2 separate regions of the Mus musculus genome follow, and region 1 is linked to region 2. The links are chromatin contacts, called in public promoter capture Hi-C maps. All regions are on one chromosome and are shown on one strand. The core of a region is the stretch at or near the end of the contact, and the rest is flanking DNA. Distances in the headings are between cores, read along the strand shown.

Evidence for each region. Capture Hi-C pulls out chosen DNA fragments and counts their contacts.
Region 1: a promoter capture Hi-C map of liver shows a contact between it and region 2, with 3 times the contacts expected there. The contact joins the promoter of Psmd14 here to the promoter of Wdsub1 in region 2. A contact is called at or near these places in 1 of 39 promoter capture datasets (pre-B cells) and 2 of 9 other capture datasets (adipose tissue and liver).

What each region holds. Positions count from the first base shown.
Region 1 is chr2:61,710,319-61,714,905 of GRCm38.p6, forward strand. It overlaps Psmd14 (proteasome (prosome, macropain) 26S subunit, non-ATPase, 14), which reads left to right and starts at 1,376. Exons shown (of 12, transcript NM_021526.2): 1 at 1,376-1,555.
Region 2 is chr2:59,879,428-59,884,118 of GRCm38.p6, forward strand. It overlaps Wdsub1 (WD repeat, SAM and U-box domain containing 1), which reads right to left and starts at 3,179. Exons shown (of 11, transcript NM_001379396.1): 1 at 3,051-3,179. Gm52554 (a long non-coding RNA gene) reads left to right here and starts at 3,252. Exons shown (of 3, transcript XR_003954039.1): 1 at 3,252-3,265.

The DNA.
Region 1 (4,587 bases), core at 126-2,625, 1.8 Mb after region 2:
GAAGAGTTGAGAATTCTACATCTTCATCTGAAGGCTGCTAGCAGAATACTGTCTTCCAGGCAGCTAGGATAAGGGTGTCAAAGCCCACACCCACAGTAACACACCTACACCAACAAGGCCACACCTACTCCAACAGGGCCACACTTTTTAAATAGTGCCACTCCCTGGGGCAAGCATATACAAACCATCATAACCATATTCTTGTAATAGCCATATTCCTTTTGAGTTTTACTAAAGGGGAATGATTCTGTAATCCATTCTCTTCTACCATTCAGTAGTTCCATGGTGATTTTTGAGTCAGGAATGCTTTTAAAAAAAATTAGGGCTGGTGAGATGGCTCAGTGGGTAAGAGCACCTGACTGCTCTTCTGAAGGTCCGGAGTTCAAATTCCAGCAACCACATGGCGGCTCACAACCATCCATAACAAGATCTGACTCCCTCTTCTGGAGTGTCTGAAGACAGCTACAGTGTACTTACATATAATAAATAAATAAATAAATAAATAAATAAATAAATAAATAAATCTAAAAAAAAAAAAAAAAGAAACGCTTTAAAGATGCATTTTAACATATTTGAGAAAGTGGGAGTAATCCATAAACATGGTGAGTGACCTAAACGGCGTCCCAGGATGTGATAGAAACTTGCCAAAGTTAATTTGAGTAACTTTGTTTTGAAAATCTAACACAAAGATAAAAGGCCGTTATCGTTTAATTATGTAGAGAAGTAGTTTTTTTTCAATACGTATTGAAACAGCTGAAAATAAGAGGCAGGAACACTGGAAAAACGTCAAATTTCCTTGAGGTTCCCCCCCCCCCCCCCCCCACACACACACAGGGTTTCTCTGTGTAGCCCTGGCTGTTCTGGAACTCACTTTGTAGACCAGGTTGGCCTCGAACTCAGAAATCCGCCTGCCTCTGCCTCCCAAGTGCTGGGATTAAAGGCGTGCACCACCACCGCCCGGCCTATAACCCCTTTTTTAGGCAGTGAAGGCAAGAAGAGGTAAACTTGTATGCGGAAAGAGCCTGTATATTTCTAACCATCTCCCTATCCCCCACCCCTTTAATTTTTGCTTTTCAAGTGACCAAGAAAACCTTAATTCAACCTTTTACATTTTGAGGAAGGCCACAAAGGCGAAGGACAGAACCAAGCCAAGTCTAGCCTCCACAAGGCTGATAACTCCAAAATTCCCAAAGCATGGAGACCTCAGTGAAGCAGGATTGGCACTGTGAAAAAAACCAGGAGGGCGGAGCAGCTCGCCTGACTTCCGCCTCGCGGGGACCGGGACCAGGCGGCCTGCGCGTGCGCTGTGTGCTCCTCCGCCCCCAGCCGGCTCCGCCCCCCCCCCCCCCCCCCCCGCCGGCTCCACTCCCCGGCGGACTCCAATTGGCGGTAGAAGAAAGGAAGCCGAAGGAAGCCGGGAACCCGGAAGTACTTCTCTGCAGAGGCCTGGGCGACTCTTTTGAATGGAATCGGGCTGATTCATCGCCTGTTCTCCGAGCCAGGTCCTTGTTGAGTGTGAGGCGCTGCCCTCGCCGCCGCGTCGCCACAAGGCCAGGTAGGATGCAGACCGCGAGCTCTCTTCAGGCGGCCTCAGCCGAGCCCCGAGGCGGGCCTGGGACGTCCGGGAGCCTGCCTCGCTAGGCCGCCTTCAAGCCTTGGGCTTTCCTGAGTCACGTTGCCCAGCCAGGTTGCCGGTGGAGTCCGGGGCCTGATGGGATTGCGGACCCCTTGGTCCTTTCTTCCCTCACCTCCGGGTGTCCGGCAGGGTTAGGGCTGGATGTCATCTCCTTGCAAACGTTTCTGCTTCCCTCTAGCTTGGGAACCTTTAACCCATCAACTGGCAGAACCCTGTTTATGATCTACGTGTGTTCGTCTTTAGATCTTCCTGTGTTGAAAAACTTCCAGTCCAGGGAAGAAAAGGAGCGAGGATGTTCGCTTAATCGTTTGTCCTGCTAGCTTTAAAAACCTTCAGAGAGGCATGCTTTTAATCCTGAATGTTTTTAGAATAAAGTTGGGTTATTCCTGCTATGCCATTACTTCTTGTACTGCTCCACTTGAGTACTGGTCTGTGAATGGTTACATGTCCATTTTTGAGTAAAGTAGAAATCAACTACCGCTGCTGCGGGTTATTAGAACTCAGTTTTCCCGTGGGTCGATCGAACTCAGTGTCTGCCAAAGAATGATGCCCGCATTTCAAAAGAGTCTTAAGAAATTTGGGAACGCTTTGTTTACTTATTAATTTGGAGATAGGTTCTTACTCAGTATATCTGCTTGGTCTAAAACTAATTATGTACACCAGGCTGGCCTTAAATTAATATAATCCTGCCTCAGTTTACCAAGTGTTGAAGTTAAAGGCATGTAATTCCACTTTAGCACGGAGTGAAAAAAAAGTTAAAATGGCAACCAAGTTCCACGTCATGGCTGTGGTAGTTTGTAATTGGCCCCAATAGGCCCATAAGGGAGTGGCACTATTAGGCAGTGTGGCTTTGCTGGAGGAAGTGTGTCACTGTTGGGGTGGGCTTTGAGGTGTCATAAGCTCAAGTGTGGCACACAGTCTTCTGCTGCCTGTGGATCAAGATGTAAAACTCTGAGGTACCATGTCTACCTGCATGCCACCATGCTTCTCACCATGATGAAAATGAACCTGTAAGCTAGCCCCAATGAAATGTTTTCTACAAGAGGTGCTGTGGTCATAGTGTCTCTTCACAGCAATAGAATCTTCAAGACAGTGGTAAACACTTCTAATGCCAGAATTCAGGAGGCAGAGGCAGGCTGATCTCTGAGTTGAAGACCAGCCTAGTCTACAAAAACGAGTTCTGAGCCAGTTAGGGCTATACAGTGAGATCCTGTCTCACAAAAACAACAACAACAACAAAAATAATATGAAAGCGCTAGTAAAGATCTAATTTATAGAAAAGGCCTTAAATGTTAGCAAAGAAATACAGTTCTCATGTGAACACTCGCAGTACTAGGGAGGAAAAGGTGGGGAGAATCTTCTGCTGTTTGAGGCCGGCCTGGTCTGTGTAACCGATTATAGGTCAGGCTGCTGCTGGTTCTGCTTTTCTGTTTGTTTTTGAGATGGCTTCTCCCTACACAGCCCAGGCTAACCACTGCCTGATGGGATCTTCCTGCTTTAGCCTCCACAGTGTAGTGTTGGAATTACAGGTATGTGCATCAGTACCCAGCCTAAAAATTGGTTGTACTGCTGCAAACATAATGTAAGTAAAGCAACAAGACAAGCACTTAACGTTGAAGTTGGAAACTGGACAGATTGTCAATGTGGATAATTAATATAATGGTGCCCGTCTTGCCATGTTACCTCAATCAATGGTTTGTTTTTTAATGTTTAAATTCTATTGCTTAGGGCCTTGAGAGAGTTCCTGCAGAGTACCTGGGTTCTATTCCCAGCACCCATATCCAGTGACTCACAATGGATTGTAACTCCAGCTCTGCAGATGTCCTGGGGTACCTGTACTGATGTGTAGATACCCTCCCCCCACACAATTAAAACAATACAAATAAATTGTATGTCTTAAAGTGCATAGGTTGTATATGTAGACATAATTAAGATAAACAGTGGCTCATCATTAACTATAGTGAATGTGTTTTGGTAAAGAACTGAAAGTTGTTTTGAATTTGCCTAAAACAAAGTTAAATCTTGTCAAAAGAACAACATTTTGAAGTTCTGATCTTTTATTTTACTCTCACCTGTTGGATTTGGGACGTTTATCCCACCCCCACCCAATAAGATCTTTGATAATAAAACATTGTTATTGTAGTTAAAAAGCTGGATTTTTAACTTCAGGGACTGGATTCATCTCCTTTGTATACTTGCCATATAAACACTATACCTAGTACCTAGATTCAGAATCATTTGAAAGTCAGTAACAGGAAGCAGTTGTGCCTTTTTGGTGAATATTTTGCTTAGATGTTGTAATTAGCGACCATGTGGTAGATAGCTATGTTTCTTTTAAGACTAAATTCGCAGTCTTCTACATGGAGGTTGGAGTGGAATCCTGTTTTTTAATTTTTAAAATACTGATTCACTGATTGGTGTTTGTAGGAGATGGGGGAGACAGATACAGGTGGAGACAGTTGGATACAATGGCTGTGAAAAGGGGAGAAGTCTGATGGCATCCAGAAGTCAGTTCAGCACTTCCACCATTTGGGTTCTGGGGCTCAAACTAAGACATCAGGCTAAGCAGTAAGCCCTTCAGTTGCTAAGCCTCCTTGCTGGTGGCTCCCAATCTTGCTTTCCAAGTGTTGTAATTCCAGTATTCCCCAGGCAGAGGTGGTAGGATTGCTGCACCTGTGAGACCAGCGTGTCTATGGCAAGGTCCTGGGTGGTGAGACCATGTCTCATAAAAACTAAAAGGTGGGGAAAAAAAATCCTACTTAAAGAGTTACATTTAATTTTAGCTCTAGTTCTGATTGAACTGGAAAAAGTAGGGTCGAAGTTCCTATCTTCCACAAATCAGAGAACAGAGGAATTGAATGTAGAAATATAGTGGGATCCCAAATATGGAGTAGTTTGAAAGGATTTACTATTAGTTTGAGAGTATTAATATTTACATAGAGGAATGGGGA
Region 2 (4,691 bases), core at 1,929-4,428:
GAGCCAAAGACGGCCCTGGAACTGGAGGTACAGGCAACTGAACTGCCATGTGGGTGCTGGGAATCAAACCCAGGTCCTCTGGAAGAGCAGCCAGTGCTCCTAGCCGTTCTCTCTGGCCTCACGCCACACACATTCTATTAGTTCCCTGCCATCCCCTGAGCTTTCTGCTCTTACTGAGTCCTTTCTAATTTCATGACCCACATATCCCCACCCCCGACACAATTATGAGAATTTTCAAATCCTCAGTTTTGTGTGTCTAGCTTGGAATATACGTGGAAGCCAGGACTCTGGACAAGGGCACTGGGAACAGGGAGTCTTTAAAGAGCAGAGTCTCAAGGGCTGCTCCATATACAGAGTACAGATGTTCGGGTACTGGGGCAGAAAGACTTAGTCTGGGAGGGTGAAAGAGATGAGGTGAAAGAGAGTGTGAACCAAAATGAAGGGTTCCAAGAGTCATGGAAACCCCGTTGAAAAATATAAAAGTTCTGAAGGTAGATAACTTACAAGACTAGCTAATACTGCCCTAGACACATGCCTGGTGGGACTTCACCTATTTGTGTTACGTTTCTGTTGTGGCGAAGACACTATGACCAGGAAAACTTATAAAAGACTTTATTGTGGCTGGTGACTCCAGGGGATCAGAATCTGTCATCTTGCTGGGGGATATGGCGGTAGGCAAGAAGACCACTGGAGCCACTGGAGCAGTCGATGAGCACTTCTATCTGATCACAGGCAGGAAGCAGAGAGAGCACTAACTGGAAATGACAAACCTCAAAGCCCAACAAGGCCTCCAACAAGGACACATCCCCTAATCCTTATCAAACAGTCCCACCAACTGGGGACCAAGCATTCAAACAGACGAACCTAAGAGAGCCATTCTTGTTCAAACCATTACACTTCCATGGGAATTGTTGGTCGGAGAAGCCCCAGAAGCTCGCCCCTCCCCTCAAACAGCACAGGCTCTTGCCAAGCCTTGGTTGTCCACCAGAACTAGATGACAAAGCTCTACTGCTGGAAGGTTCCACATCTCTTGGTTCCAAGATACAAAGAAATCAAGCTGCAAGCGACCTGGAAACCTCCTCCATGCTGGCTAGCTGTTAATGCCATTGGTGCTATGGAGGCTGATGGAGAAAAAAGACAAATCTTAACTAGCCGAAACTCTATGAACTATAATCACAACCTGGCAGGCAAGATGTAGCCACCATTGTAATAGTGGCACAACTCTTAGGGAGACAACCAATCCTTCTCTGACTGGATTTGTGGGCAGATGGGAATCAATGCCCAGTACTGAAAAACCTGTCTATCGCCTATGCCTAGAGAGGTCCTGGGGAAACTTATTACTGTTGTTCAGCTTAATTGACGAAGAGTCAAACTGTCCTTCTAAGTATCTGTGCTTATAAGCACAGCCAAATAAATGCTGCTCTCAGCCCCAGAGAGACCTCTCTTTGCCATCGATGGTGAATGCAGAGTCTCATGGAATGCAGTATAGATACTGAGGCTAAGGAAAGCTGAGGAATCAGCCTGAAATAAGATGTTTATAGCATCCCTTCTAAGGCTTAGGAACAACTGTAAGACAGGGAACCAAAAGACTTCAAAGGCAGCGGACAGAGGAAGTGCTCTGAAATCCCACTCATTAGATATAGCCACTGCAATCATACATGCCCAGCAACCTTGTTACTGTGCTGAGCTCGCACAAGGTTGGCGCTGTCAAGACAGGGATCAGGGAAGTGGCTCGTGAGGCACCGCTTCTTACTTCTGAACTATTGGCCAATGGTAGATTCTGGGAGAGGGGGGCATTGTGTTCAGGTATCCAAGGCTGACCAGCATTTGTGTGAGTCTGGCTTATTTCACTTAGCAGGGTCATTTCTAGTTCCAACATTTTCCCACAAATATCATGATTTCATTTTTCTTTGTGGCAAAGTAAAATTCTATTGTGTATATGTACCGATTTTAAAAATCCATTTGTATCAGTTTAAAAAAATCCAACTGGCAACAGTCATCTAGATCAGTTCCATTTCTTGTGGTATGCAGCCTTGTACCGCACACAGTGCATGTATCTCTGTGGTAGGACTTAGATCTTTGGCTACATAAGATGTTGTACAGGCAGGTCGAATGTCAGTCTTCTGAGAATGCTTCATACTGATTCCTGCAGCGGCAGCCCCTGTGTGCATTCCCACCGCCAGTGACCACAAAGAAGTAGGCACCCTGTCCATATTGCTTATCTCTGCAACCACAGCATGCAAGGCAGTGCTAGGTACCTAACGTGCTCAAATGAAACTCCGTTCCAAATATAGTTGAGTTTGCTTTTAAATGTTACATATGAAATCTAGCATGGAATGATTTAGAAAGTAAAGCTTCCAAAACAAAAATCTAACTGTGGAAAAACAGTATAATTAAAAATTAGTGCCGGGCATCCTGGCCTGAGCCTGTAACACCAACACTAGGGAGGCAGAGGCAGGACGAGGATCAGGGGTTCAAGATCACCTTCAGCTAAACAAGGAGGTAAAGCCTACCTAACTAGTCTCAGAAAACCAACAAACGAGTAACAATCGCGGCTGAAACCATCCCTAAGAAACAGACGTGACCTCGACTTGTAAAATGGATAATCTCTTGTCTTCATCTAGTTTACGGAAATCTCTACAAATAAATAAGTAAATGTTTTCATTTTCATCTTCTTCCCAAAGTTCAGCAGCCTTCCCTCCAGGTCTCTCATAGCCTCACAAAACAAAACAAGCAGAAACACTCCAACAGGTTCTCGGAAAACAAGCTCAGATGGAGCTTTCTGGAGCCGGTCCAAATCCCCGGAGTGCCAATGCAGCGAGAGACTTTCCGAACCGGCTCCCGCTCTCTCTCTCTCGGCGCACAAGAGGCCGGGCGAGCCAGCAGGCCAGTGGGGTGTGCGTGACCGCAGCCCACCCGGTGGCCCGGTCCTGCCCCCGCCCCAACGCCACCTGGCGTGCAGCCCACACTCACTTCCCTCGCACCCGGACTGAGAGTCCCGCCTCCGGGCGGCTCCTCCCCTGCGCGGCTCCGGGGTCGAGGTCACGCACCTCCGGGTTCTGAGGTCACCAAGTCTGCACTGCCCCGGGCTCGGCCCCGGGCTGGGCCCCGAGCTGGGCTGCTGGGCTGGGCTGCTCACTAGGCAGAGCCCGACTCACTGGGTCACGTGTTACCTAACTGAGGTGGGCGTGGCTGCGGCGCAGGGAGAGCCGCGCAAGCCCCACCCCGCGCCCATGCCCGCGCATGCGTGCCCGCGGCAGCTCCGGTAGGCCGGTTCCCTGTGGGCTTTGGCTGTGGTAATTTACCTGGAAGTTGGTTTTTTTTCTTGTTTGTTTTGGGTTTTGTTTTGCTTAATGGTCCAAATGGGACTATATCATACTGCCGAATGGTAGTTTAACTTTTTTGCTCACAGAAAAAAAAAAGTTAGATTAAGCTCCTTCGTACTTAGATCTCTATCCACACTTCTGAACCTCAACTAGAGCTAAATAGAAATGGAACTACTGGGTGTATGAGCCTAAAGAATTTTCAGACTTACGTTACATACCAAGTACCCAGTGGCTCTGGGTTGTTTGTACTTGGCATGGTTTGTACTCTGAATGATATATGTAGAGTGGTGCCTGTCTCTCCACATTCTTGCCAGACTTGAGTGTTATCTTTTTCTATCTCCATAGTGACTGGAGCCCTGGTGAATGTGTATTTTGTTTGATATGGGCATAGCCGTATCAAGGAGCCCAGTGCCTTAGAGCCATGGGACTGGAAAAGCCACCCCTCCTGTCTGACGTTCTAACGTTAACGGGGTGTGCAGAAATGTCCTCTCTAGCTTTGTCCTCCTGGATGTTTACCGCCTGAAGACTGGTCCCCCACAGAGACTGCTCCTAGTGATGAGCTAAGCCTGTCTCCTTGTTCAGCTGTATACTATAAACCCTGCCATCTTAATTCAGCTATATGTTGAACTGTAACCCCTCTCTGTGTCCAACTGTATGTATTAAACAGGCTGGGTTCCCAGGGTTCTGCAGCCTTTTCCATGAGAGAGCCCAGACCATGTCATCCCAGATTCTGTGGATGTGTGTCTGTCACGCCTTCTTTCCTTTGAGGCCCGTTGCAAGGATGCAGCACATCTCCATCAATTTGACTGGCTATTATCTTAGTAAAATCTGTGAAATCTATGAAAGAAACCTAGGTGATAGTTAATAGTGTCAATGTGTCCAGAGCTAGAATCACCATGGAAACAAAGTTCTGGACATGGCTGTGAGGGATTTTTTTGATTAGGCTAATGAGGTGGAAAGGTCCACCCTAACTGTGGTGGTACCATCCCACTCGGTGACTTGGGCTGAAGAAAAAGGAGCACCAGTGTTTATCTCTTTCTTGACTTGGATGCAATGTGACCAGTTTCCCCAGGCAGTGCTGCCCATGTTCCCTGTCACGATGCTCTTTATCCTCTGGAACTGTGAGCCAAAGTGAACCACCCTTTCCCCAAGTTGCTCTTGCTGTGTGTTTTATCACAGCAATTAGACAAGGGACTAGTAGACCCCGCCTACAAACACCAGTTGTTTGCTGCAGCACGTTCACCCCATGGGACAGGTAGTTTGGGAGAGGCAAGCCCTCTCTGGTAGCTTGTCTCTTGCTTAAAACCTTGGGATATGGAAGACTTTCTAAAATATGCCAAATAGGAATCATTTATAAAGAAAAGA